Regions from separate parts of the Pan troglodytes genome. Here region 1 is linked to region 2. The links are chromatin contacts, called in public Hi-C maps. All regions are on one chromosome and are shown on one strand. The core of a region is the stretch at or near the end of the contact, and the rest is flanking DNA. Distances in the headings are between cores, read along the strand shown.

Region 1 (3,151 bases), core at 12-2,511, 71 kb after region 2:
GTGGCATCAATGTTCACATTCTATGAACTCTGTCCCCTAGAACCCAGAAATCTTTTCTAGAAACCAAGATATTGTTTGCTTCCTTGAATTGTCTTTAGAAGTGCAGAATTTAGGAAAGTGATGGGTGGATGTCACCCTGCCCCTTGTGATTGACTCCTGAGAGTTCGGAGGGTACCACGCCTACCATTGACTTGAGCCGCTGTCTTTTCTTGTGTTTGTGGCCATCATTGCCCCAGCTGTGCTAAGGAGACCTGTGTCAAAACTTACATCCCACATTCCTGCTTTCCACAACCTATTACTTGCAGTGTTAACCCTAAAATGCCCACATGTATTGAGCTGGTCTTCTGCATTTAAGAATTTATCCCCCATCCCCCAGCACCTGTGTGTGTAGGCGTAGCGTTCATCAACCTGAGTTTGCCTTTGTTTTCTGCCCTTGTTAGACCCTGGTACATGCAACAGACTCAGATTTATATTCGTTGTAAAGTTGTAAAAATATTATGAAGTCATCAATTTTCCTTCCGTCTCCACATCGCTTAACATCTGATTCACAACTTAATGTATGTCCCAAAAAAAGAAAAGAAAAAAAGGTTGGGGGGAGCAAAGAAAGGCTCTTTATCACTTAAAAGCAATAAAACTAGACTGTTCTACATTATATAATAATTAATTAATAAAATAAATAAATGTATCACTTTAGTTGTGAGGCAGTAGTGTCAGCTAACATAAAACTAACATAAAAACCAAATAAGATTTAAAAAAAAAAGGAGTCCAGAATCTGGGGCCTTATCCTTTATTCCAACCCCCAAAGTCAACTGTCTCCCTGCAGGATGGGCTCCTCAAATCCCTGGGAGGGGCTCTAAACCCACCATTGACCTTTCTTGAAGGTCTACCCAAGAAGCTTGACTCTGAATCAAAGAGTAAAGGTCAGGGCGAAGGAGAAATCAAGAAGCTTGGGAGAAAACAAAAAGAACATGCCCAGGACATCCAATGATCTAACTTGCCAAGTTTTAAACCAACCTTCTGAGCTCTAACAAAATGCACACCCCAGGGTATTAGGACTGATTTACTCTGGCCTGAGGTGACTTCCTGTTTTTGAAGAGAAGAGGTGGGTAGCAACTCAGAGATGGGTTCTGGGCACCGGTCGGCTTTCACAAAACAGTCCTCGCTTGACTTCAGCATAACTGGGGCAGATAGGGTGAGATAGGATTACTCCCCAAACAAGAAGTTTCACAACGAGGCAGGCCGCGTGCCTAGGAGAGCAGGCAGCGGGGTTGGGGGGTGGGGTGGGGGGATGCCAATGCAGGGGCGGGGCTCCCGGGCCTGAGAGGGAGGTGACAGGCACCGGTGAACTTGCAGGGTGACTGGCTTCAGTTGTCTTTTTTCAGCAGGAAACCAAAAAACAGTCTAAAAGAAGGTGACTGAGAATCAGGAAGACATACTAGCTGCTACTGCCTGTAGCCGGCCTTCTTGCACTTATTCCCCCATTTAATCACCAGAAGGGAACTCACAGAGGGCAGCAGCTCATTGCAGGGACCATAGAACTAAGGTGCACAATCAGCTCAGTAGGGCAACAACCCACACTGAATTTTTTAAGACCAAGTTTCAAATACCTCAGACAATAAAAGCCAGCAATTAGACCACGTGTCCTGTTTCAATAACGAGAGTGAGGTTGCCACCACCATGGGCAGCAATAAAGGTGTGAGCTTGGCTCTGACTTTGCATCAGGGGTGCCCCCGGCTCAGCAACCACTCTACATCAAACAGCTCACAGATCCCCTCCTCCACTCACCCTTTTCCCCCCGCAGGTGTTCTTTTTCTGAATAGCAACAACTACCACACCCCAGCGTGTTGTTTGTTCACTGGTGTTTCTCCATTTTACCTTGAAACACAAGAAAGCATCCAATAAATAATGGCTAAAAGAGTGAGTCAGTGTAGGAATCTATTATTTATGTTTTTCTAGCCAAGCTTCTTATGAATAAGGCCCACGATCAGAGTTTTACAATTCTGTATCTTCTCGGTGTCCTGTACCCAGTAGATGCTTTAATAAACACGCACTGACAGATCAATTCCAGTGGATCCTAGGTCTGGATGAAAAGAAAGGAATAAAGGACAGGATCCCAGAGGGCAGGAGGGCCCACACTCGGTGATGCTGAGTGTTACAGAGAATGCGCCTGTCACCAGGATCCCGACACTTAGGGTGCTCACTCAACACCCCTGTGCCTGGACCTTGGCTTGCCTCAGCCCAGAGAATGCTGTCTTGCAGTCACGTTCCTCCCCCAGCAACTTCTCTTTTCCTCGGATGCTCTGTTTACAAGCTTTCCCCAACCTACACTCAGTGTGACCTGGTCTCCACGCGGTTTCTGACATTCCCACACCTAAGTCCACCAGACCCACTTGCTCTTGCCTCCCATTTAAAGATATGAAACCGTTGGTTTTTACCTAGCAATCAGTCTAACTGCAGCTGACTTTCTCCAGGGGCGAATCTCTCTGACTAGGAAAGCACTATAAATTTGAGGGTGGGATAGGAATAAGACTGGAGAAGGGTGGAAAAGACCCAGTCATCTTACTTTTGTGTTCTGTCTAACAATTGCAGGTGCTTTCATACAAACCTGTTGCCCTTAGCAACCATCCCGAGGACTGTAAGTTAAGGTTTCCATTTCCATCCCACAAACAGAGCATGAAGGCACAGAAAGGTCAACCCTCACAGTATGCTGCTGTGGCACAGTCCTTCTGGCCCGGCTCCCACACACAGAGTCCCTGTGGACTACACCTCCGTGGGGTAGTCCAACCCAGCACAGGATCTGGGATCAGAGAGACCTGAGTCTAAATTATGCCACTGCTAACCTTGAAAAATGTATTTAAGCTCGCTAAGCCTTGGTCTTTCTCATGTGAAAATTAAAAAAACGAGACATCTAGCTCACAGAGTGTGTGTGGTATTTAAATGAGACAGCAGCAGACACAAAATGCCTGGTCTGCATCTAGGCATTGCAGATATTTGATAGGGCAAAAGTCAGCATGTAAAACTGTTTTTTTTTTTTTCTAGAATGCCAAGCACAATACCAGATTCAGCAAAGCTTGCAAAAATAATACTAGCCACCAAAACGAATGAGAAAAGGGAGGACAAAAAAGGAGAAGAAAAAGAATTAAGGTAATTA
Region 2 (3,468 bases), core at 955-3,454:
CCAGCCTCTTCTCAGGGACAGCATTAGTCCAATATTGTAATCGTCCGATGTTACAACATCCCTAAAGCACACACACTCTCAGGACCGTTCTGTTCTGAAGAACAAAGAACCTGACACACACCCTTTAGAAAAGAAAAGCACACCCTGAATGAGGAAAGAAGAGAGGGGTGCAGCAGATGATAGTCTGAAACACCATTCTGTAAAACCACAGACCTGCCATAAGAATAAACATTTCAGAGCAAGGTGAGTCTCCATTTAACAAGTCTCTCTGGCACTCCCTCAGCGCTCTCAACACTTAAAAGCCAAATTGGAGGCATCTGTGCTTCCTGCTGAGACGTCCCACCTGGTCGTGGATAGCCCTTTCCAAACACTGGCCCAGGTTTGATCTCTCCCAGCCGCTAGGCCGTATGAGAAAGCCCCAGGAGGGACTATGAACTCGGACTCTCAGCGTATCTCCCACTTGAACTTCCAAAGTTTATTTGGAAAAGACATTCTTTAGTTCCACCATTTTGTTAGTAAATTTGTTTTAGAGATTTTAGTGAGATCCAAAGCCACACATTAATACTGCCAAACTTTATGTCATAAATAAGTGTAATATTTCATATGGAAACCATTTGCTCTAGCATGTAAATGTACACCCACACACACACTTGCATAAAAGTTGTTTTAAAGGAGAACTGAGGCTTCCCCTTTTCCATATATTTTCTCAGTATCCCGGGCGTGGCACTGGTCACCAAACGTGTTCAACCAATCAGTGGGTCACTCTCTGACTCAATGAAACCCAGTTTGGACTCCCAAAATGCACTTTGGGTCAATGAGTCATAATAGCAAATATTCATATCAGGCTTGCTAAGTGACGGCACTGTTTTATGCTTTACACATATTAACTTAGTGGTTCTCAAAGTGTGATCTCTAGACCAGCAGCATCAGCAGCACCTGAGAACTTGTTAGAAATGCAAATTTCTGAGCCTTAGCCTAGACTCACTGAATCAGAAACCCTGGGGGTAGAACTCCATAACCAGTGTCTTAACAAGCCCTAAAGTGATTCTCATGTACCCTGGGAGTTTCTGCTTCGATAAGTCTGGGGTACGGCTCAAGATTTTGCATTTCTAACAAGTTCTCAGATGATAGTGATGCTGCTGGTCTGGGGACCACGCTTGGAGAATCATTGGTATAGATCCGGAAACTGGGTTACAAGATTAAGTTGTCTAAGGTCACACAGTTAGGAAGAGCTGATGCAAACACAAGCAACCTGGGTCCAGCGTCTGGGTTCTTTCCTATGACACTAAATAAATGTCCTTTCTCATGAAGAATGGGAAGTGGCAGATAGGCTGTGAATGTGGTCCAGTGAAGGTTTTACTGTGTTCAGCGACCAAAGACATAGCAAACTGCATTCTACAAGAAAAAGTATTGTCTTGTTTCTCAAATCAAAGACCATGGTAATAAGACTATAGGTTCCTCCTCATGAAGGTAAGTTGTGTTTCCTATGTTCTCTAGCTCCAGGCTGCTTCCCAGCTCTAAGCAAGTATTTTGCAAAAGTGTACTTTGCTCACAACATCACATCCGTAAGTTTGGCTGATTTCAGACAAATCCATCCTTGAAATGAAAAATAATTTGATACTATAACACTTTGGAAGAGTGCTAAGCAAGCATCGTATTTTCTGATACGAACTATGACCATTCATGAGCATCATAAGGGTGAAGTTGAAATCAAATATGGACCGCTGGCATTGATGGGATGGACTGACGTCTTGTGTCCTGTGTGCTCAGTTGGGTCTCTGATGTCGGTTTTGGAAAACAGGCAGTGTCTGACTTCAGCTAGGTCTGGGCACCACTCTGAGGCTCACTACCATTACCCTGTGTATCCAACAGGACTGTGGGTAGGAACCAGTCATGACAGTTAATGACGGTAAAACGTCAGTGAGCTCTTAGAGACAGGAGCAAGAAAATGAAACATAAAAATGATTCTTGTTATGGTGGTTGGAGAGAAAGGGCTGAGGTTGAGGGACAGAATAGAGGAAGGGAGCAGAGAGGAGGCAGGGTCAGTGGCTCCACTCCAGTCAGACTATAAACAGTAACAGACATTTCAGCCGTGTCTTGTGTAAGAGGCTCCATTGATTCACAAGGTTCCCTAACAGAAGGATGACGAGAAGCTGAGACAGAAAGGGCCCATTCATTCATGCAGAACACCAGCACTCAGCCCCATTGGCTCTCGCTAATGGCTCCAGGCTGATAGGGAGGAGGGGGAAGAGGCCGACGGTAGGAGGAGGTAGAAATGAAAGAAAATGATGACTACAAGATTGTTGTGAAGAAATGTACAGCTGCACAGGCAATTGCATGCAAATGTGGCTTCCCTTTTTAGCTGTATAGCTAATGTCCTCGGATTCATCTATTTTTCTCTTTCATGTTATCTTCCCCTCCTGTTCTTGCCTTGTCTTTTTCTGGGCTCCCCGCTTTTTTTCCCTTTCCCATTCATCTTTCACCTTCCTTTCCCATTATTCCCTACCATGCTACTAATATCCACCTTTATTTTCTGTCCATTTTCACACATCTCTTCTTTCTTCCACCATACCCGCTTTATCATCTATTTTGTCCAATCGATTCCCGACAGACCTTGGCGCTTTAGTATTCTCTCCCACTCACCTGATAAGTCTTTCCTTCATTCATACTTTCTCTCAGCTTGATTCTCTCTTCCCCTTCCCTCCACCCTCCTGCCACCCTCCTCCTCCTCCTCCTCAGCCTCTGCCCCTTCGTAAATAGGAACAACATTCTGAAAAGGCTTGCTCATTCCTTGATGGCCCCTCCTGTCAGTATTCTCTGCACTGACAGATGTGTAGTCCTTGGAAAAGAAGTTCATTCATCCCTTCTGAGAGCATGAACGTGAAGGGGGAGCAGTGGTGGGCAGTAGCCATGAGACGGAGGACGGGAAGGAAACTGAAGTTATAAATAGGATAAAAGAAGATGAAAAAAATGTCGAGTATTTTTTCTCTTTCTTTATATTCAACACATCTCCAAGGAAATGTACCACAGCTGGAGAAATCACTGGTTGGTCTATGTCTTCATCTCCCTTCCCTATAACCCCACAATCCCCGTCCAAACAACACCCATCGCTGAGGAGAGCTGGACCACAGCCCAGAAATAATCCCTCCAACTCCTTCGTCTGGGAAGCTCAAAAGTTAAAGGAGGGGCTAGAAAGGCTCAGGGTTCTTGCCAAACATTTCCATCAGAGGGAGTATAGGACAGTGGGAACTACAACCATCACATTTGTGAAGAGATTGCCCCCAACTGGTAGAGGCCACACCCCGATGGAAGCTGTGTACCATCTCTGAGCTGCAGTTGATGGCAACCCAGGTCATTCTAGGAGTGGTTATTATATGCCCCAATCTTCTCAACCTACCAAAAGCTGGGGTGACCCCAGCTTCCTTCTTGCAACTATAAACTATGAGAAGAAGATGATATTACCCCGCT

What was found. A called contact is a pair of places that touch in the nucleus more often than the background predicts.
Region 1: a contact with region 2 is called in a Hi-C map of a lymphoblastoid cell line, with 2.3 times the contacts expected there. The contact joins two enhancer-like sites. A contact is called at or near these places in 4 of 7 Hi-C or Micro-C datasets (induced pluripotent stem cells, a lymphoblastoid cell line and stem cell-derived neural progenitor cells).

The regions. Positions count from the first base shown.
Region 1 is chr9:130,556,205-130,559,355 of NHGRI_mPanTro3-v2.0_pri, forward strand. No RefSeq gene overlaps it. Among named protein-coding and RNA genes, the nearest start is that of ETS1, 37 kb to the left of the region's middle. Within about 2 kb of position 1,262, at least 1 of the 24 cell types and tissues checked has an H3K27ac peak or open chromatin away from gene starts, as enhancers often do. A contact at or near this core is called in a lymphoblastoid cell line, where this site is marked.
Region 2 is chr9:130,484,582-130,488,049 of NHGRI_mPanTro3-v2.0_pri, forward strand. The region is part of intron 3 of ETS1 (ETS proto-oncogene 1, transcription factor); the gene reads right to left. Among named protein-coding and RNA genes, the nearest start is that of ETS1, 34 kb to the right of the region's middle. Within about 2 kb of position 2,205, at least 9 of the 24 cell types and tissues checked have an H3K27ac peak or open chromatin away from gene starts, as enhancers often do. A contact at or near this core is called in a lymphoblastoid cell line, where this site is marked.